2 separate regions of the Macaca mulatta genome follow, and region 2 is linked to region 1. The links are chromatin contacts, called in public Hi-C maps. All regions are on one chromosome and are shown on one strand. Each heading gives the region's core, a stretch centred on a gene start, on an enhancer-like site or on the middle of the called end of the contact. The rest is flanking DNA. Distances are from core to core; before and after follow the strand shown.

Evidence for each region. Hi-C and Micro-C count contacts between places; a contact is called where the count stands out from the background.
Region 2: a Hi-C map of liver shows a contact between it and region 1, with 2.3 times the contacts expected there. The contact joins the promoter of ENDOG here to the promoter of LRRC8A in region 1. A contact is called at or near these places in 2 of 14 Hi-C or Micro-C datasets (cortical neurons and liver).

Annotation. Positions count from the first base shown.
Region 1 is chr15:18,773,951-18,776,650 of T2T-MMU8v2.0, forward strand. LRRC8A (leucine rich repeat containing 8 VRAC subunit A) reads right to left here and starts at 1,418. Exons shown (of 4, transcript NM_001257576.1): 1 at 1,371-1,418. KYAT1 (kynurenine aminotransferase 1) reads left to right here and starts at 1,076. Exons shown (of 13, transcript XM_077967799.1): 1 at 1,076-1,213. LOC144335086 (a long non-coding RNA gene) reads right to left here. Exons shown (of 2, transcript XR_013405527.1): 2 at 1,689-2,141.
Region 2 is chr15:18,829,912-18,832,611 of T2T-MMU8v2.0, forward strand. ENDOG (endonuclease G) reads right to left here and starts at 1,332. Exons shown (of 3, transcript XM_015116671.3): 1 at 603-1,332. The coding sequence starts at 1,109.

The DNA of each region.
Region 1 (2,700 bases), core at 168-2,667:
ATGCCAAAGCCCTGAGACCAGGAAAACAAGGAAGCAGAGACCAGTCACCCAGTCACTCATCCCTGTCATGTCCACAACAGCCTCCTCCAGCACAGGTCATCTGTCCTTGCCTCCCTTCATGAGCCAGAGGAAGACTTGACCTTCACGGAAGCTACATCAGTGAGACTGAGCAATCAGCACTGCCCAGCCTCTCTGAACAAACTCCCACTCCCCTATCCCCTCCACAGGAAGTATCAGCAACAGCTGATCTCCTCCCCCTTCTCACAGTCTGTCTGCCAGGTGGTCTGCTCCAAAGGGCAGAATACAGTTTGGCAGGGGTTAAGAGTACTACCAACAGAAGAGGTGGAAGAGACCCTTGGGAACTTCGGGCTCCCCCAGTTCCCTTCCTCTCACCAGGTGCTCTCCCTCCACACCTCATTCTCAAAAGGCTTCCTGAGGTAGGGCAGGGGAAAAGGAGTCAGTGGAAGTGTGGCTCACGCAGGAACCACCCACCCTTCCAGCCAACTCTCCATCAGGAGGCGGCTACCAGACAACCCCTGACCCATCTCTCCTTCCCAAAAAAGGCAACAATCACAACAGCTGAGAACCCCGGTTCACTCCAGTCCAGATCAAGGGGAAGAAGCAGTCAGCGAAAGCAGCAGAATCATCACGAACTCCATGACCCCAGCTATGCCCCTTCAGCCTGGGAGCTCAGTTTGCTGGGTGTCCAGCTCACCTAGGGCTGGACCAGGCCCGGACCTCACTTGATCTGGCCCTCGGGGCCACCTGAATGCACAGGACTGGGACAGGGTCTGGGTTCTTAGATCCCGGACCGGTCTTCCCAGATATCCCATCCCAGACAGGCCCCAAGAGCCTAGCCGGGGATCCTGCCCCCAAGTCAGGGCACTGCCCCTATCGGGAACGAGAGGAAGGAGGGGTGCAAGGGAAGAGAAGGGGACCAGGAACTCAGGAGAAGACAACTACGGGAATCTCTGGAAAAGAAATGGCAAGGGGAGAGCCCAGAAGTGGAACCTCTAGGAAGGGGAGAGTGTGTGTGGAGGGGTGAGGATCTGGGGGGACCCAGGGGATGACAAGGGGACATGGGGGAGCCGAGGCGGAAACTCCTGGTTTCTGGAGCACAAGGAGGCACAGGGGGGCCTGGGAGGGGGCTCGCGCGCCGCGGAGCCGGCAAGAGGTGGTGCCCCGGAGACCCCGGGCACTGGGGAGCCCAGAGGTAGGCCGAATACCGCGGGAGGTCCCCAGGGGGCCGGCCCCGGGACAGAGCCCCAGATGCCCCCGGCCGCCCGGGACCGGGCAGCTGGCCGAGGGCGTGTGTAAGTGGGTTTCGAGAGGTGACAACTCGCGCCCCTTTCCCCACCCCCTCCACTCACCTGGGCTCGCCGCGCACGGCCGCCCAGCAGGCAGCCCCAGGCCCCGGCCGCTCCGTCCCGCCGCCGGCCGCAGCGCTGCTCCGGCGCCTCCTTTTGTTTGTCCCTCACTGCACCACTCAGCCTCCTCCGCCCCGGAAGTGACGTCACCGCCAGGCGCGAACGCGGCGGCCAGGGCGTCGCCATCTTTATGAGGGGAACTCTAGCTGCGCCTTCACCCGGTCTCGCCCCCGCGCTACCGCCCTGTTGCTTCGGGGCGGAAGTAGCGGAGCCCGGGCTCGGCCCCCTTAAAGGGACAGGGACTGCTGCAACCTACCGGGTGTACTTGGGAACGAGAGGTGAAGCGGCCCAGGCGGGGGTGAGTAGCTGTGTCGGAGCGTCACTGCCCGGAGGTCAGGTGCCGAGGCTGGGAGGGCCTGCTAACGGTTCCGAGCTTGGTTGTGCTAGAGTGCTTAATGAGTTTGACGCTACTAAGGATAACGGAGTGGCTGCTCAGAATGATTGAGCCGCCCGCGGGAATCAACTGCGCGTGCTGCTCGCCGATCCTCGCTCGGACACTGGAGCTGGTCCTCTCTGCACCCAAATCCCCCTCCCACGACCGCGCCGGTGGAGATGGCACCCGAGACAACAGGGAATTCTGGGCAGATCTGGGGTTGGAACTGGGTCCCCAGGCTCCAGCTTTGCAGCTCCATGAATCCACCTGGGTCCTCGAAAATTCCCTGGCTGATAACAGTAACGGCAACCAAATTAAAAAATAATCCATACAATGGAATACTGTGCAGCCATTAAGACGAAAAATGTTTAATATGCACTAATATAGGGCGACTTCTAAGATACCTTAGGTTAGAAAAGGAAGCAACAGAAAAAACAGCGTTGATGGGTGCTGTCCATCTTTGCGTAGAAGGACGCGTGAGGGTGGGGGTATCTGCGGGTGTGCGCACCAGCTGTCTGATAAGATGCATAAGAAGTTGTTAATTGCAGTTGTCTCCGACAGGAGAACTGGGATCCTGGGTACCTGGGCCAGGGCGAGAAATTTACTACCCTGTGCAGAGGTAGATAATTAAAAATAAGATGATGAAGATAGTCACGGCTCCCATCCATCACGTGTTAAGCCAATGCCTGGTTTCACTTCTCCTGTTGGGAGGTCTTATTTTTCCCTTTTAATAGAAAAGAAAAGAACCTTAGAGGTTAACTTAGCAATATCATAGCCAGGGCCGGGCACGGTGGCTCACGCCTGTAATCCCAGCACTTTGGGAGGCTGAGGCCAGCCGATCACGAGGTCAGGAGATCAAGACCATCCTGGCTAACAAGGTGAAACCCCGTCTCTACTAAA
Region 2 (2,700 bases), core at 82-2,581, 56 kb after region 1:
GCCGTCACCTCCAGATAGAACTGGAATAGATTGGAGGAAAACAAGCTCAGGGCTCCCACGGATCCTACATTACTGTGAGATGTATATTTCACTATATATTACAATGTAATAATAATAAAGTGTACAATAAATGTAATGCACTTGAATCATCCTGAAACCCGCCCTCACCCACCAAGCCGTGGAAAACCTGTCTTCCACGAAACCCGACCCTGGTGCCCAAAACGTTGGGCGCTGAGGTTCTACAACAGACAGTCTGCCTTCTGCTGTGTGGCACTGTGCCCATCACTTTGCCTCTGTGAGCCTCAGCGCCTCATCACTACCGCAGGAGGAAGGTGAATAACGGTATCATCCCCATTTTTTTAGACGAGAAAGCGACGCTCAGGGAGGTGCCCAGGGTTCGCAGTTGAAGCTCAAGCCCTGGTCGGCCTGCAGAGCCTGTGCCTGGAGCCCAGTGCTCCTCTCTCCCGTCACGGGATGTCACTGCGATGCCTGACCGGGGGCGCGTTGGGCGGCTGCCCCGTTCTGCAGAGGAACAAACCGAGGCCCCGAGAGGCCAGGCGCCCGCCCCGCATTCCGCGACCGGCCCGGGGCGCGGGCGCTACCTGGGGCGCGACGTTGCTCAGGTAGAACGTGTCGTCCATGGCCTTCTGGCTCCAGCGGTGGTTGGCGGCTGCGGCCAGGTGGCCGCGGTCGAAGCCGCTGCCGCGGTAGTCGGCGTTGGTGGCACGGTGGTACGCGTGCACCGAGTCGTCCTCGTGGAAGTCGCATGTTCGTCGGTCGCCGTCGCCGCGGAGACGCTCGGGTCGCAGCTGCTCCACCACCCAGAGCGCGCCGCGGGTGCGCGGGTCGTAGCACAGCACGTACGACTCGCGGCTCTTGAGCTGCGCCAGCCCCGGCAGCCCGTACTTGGCCAGCTCGCCCGGGCCGCGGCCCGCCGGTCCTCCGGGCACGGCTGGCAACTCAGCGGCCGCCGCCACGGGCAGCACCGGCAGCCGGCCCAGCAGCCCCGGCGCCGCCCGCGCGTCCTTCCGCCGCCGCCGCCAGCCCTCGGCGGCCGCGCCCAGCCCCGCGCCCAACGCCAGGGTCAGGCCGGCCCGCAGCGCCTGCATGGCCGGGGAGCGACCTCCGGCGGGCGACCCGCGAGGCTCTTAAAGGAGCCGCACCGCGGGAACCAATGAAGGGACGGGGCTGCTGGGGCCGCGGACGATAGCGTGACCTCCCTTCCACTCACAAACGCTCCCAAGGGGTTGAGAATCGGAACCCACAGGGGAGAAGCAGACCCCAAGCGGGTGTCCCCGGCGCCCTTTCTTTGCGCAGTTAAGATGCCGGCATGAGGGGCGTGCCACCGTCGCCTCAGCTCGCGATTGGCCACCATGCTGCCTGGCTCCGCACCCACCTAGCAGGCCCCCTGCCGGTCGTGGGGTGGGGCGGCACCCTCTTCTCTGCGCCTGCGCAGGGAGCTCCTGCTTAATAAGCTCCGCAGAGGGATCAAGCACTGTCGAGCGCTTTTATTGTCACGGGTTAGTCTCACCTGAGCTCCTAGTTCGCAGAGCAAGCACAGGGCCCCAGGTATATCCGGCCCCAGGCTATGCTCCATGACACCATAAAATAAGCCCCGCAATTCTACCAGATCGGCAAAGGATTTTTTGTTGTTGTTATTGTTGAGACGGAGTTTTGGTCTTTGTCGCCCAGGCCCGAGTGCAATGGCGCGATCTCGGCTCATTGCAACCTCCGTCTCCCAGGTTCAAGCTATTCTCCTGCCTCAGCCTCCCAAGTAGCTGGGATTACAGGCATGCGCCACCACGTCCGGCTAATTTTGTATTTTTAGTAGAGACGGGGTTTCTCCATGTTGGTCAGGCTGGTCTCAAACTCCCGACCTCAAGTGATCCGCCCGCTCGTCCTCCCAAAGTGCTGGGATTACAGGCGTGAGCCACCGCACCCGGCCCAGATTGGCAAAGGTTTTAATTAACACCGGCGTGAGGACCAGGATGCAGGCGGCTAATGCTGGCTGCTGGCTGGAACAGAAACCTGGGACGAAGATTCCAAAAAGCAGCTTGACAGTACAAGAGAAGCCTTAAAAAGTTCATCCCGTTCAACCCGCCCAGAGGGCTGAGCTGGGGAAATCTCGGGAATGCGAAGATCTCGAACGCAAATATTCACCAGAGTATTACACTGCCAGTAGGAATAAGCAAAATATTCAGAAATATGGACTGATTAAGGATTTTTTTTTTTCCCGAAACGGAGACTCACTCTATTGCCCAGGCTGGAGTGCAATGGCACGATCTTGGCTCACTGCAACCTCTGCCTCCCAGGTTTTCAAGTGATTCTCCTGCTTCAGCCTCTCAAGTAGCCGGGATTACAGGTGCGCACCACCACGCCCAGCTAATTTTGTTCTGTTTCTTTTTGAGACAGAGTCTCGGAGTCTCGCTCTGTCGCCCAGGCTGGAGTGCAGTAGCGTGATCTCGGCTCACTGCAACCTCCACCCCCTGGGTTCAAGCGATTCTCGTGCCTCAGCCTCCCGAGTAGCTGGGACTACAGGCGTGTGCCACCACACCCAGCTAATTTTGTATTTTTAGTACAGAATGATCTCGAACTCCTGACCTCGTGATCCACCCGCCTCGGCCTCCCAAAGTGCTGGGATTATAGGCATGAGCCACCTCACCCAGCCACTCTTAGCATTTTTTTTTTTTTTTTCCTTTA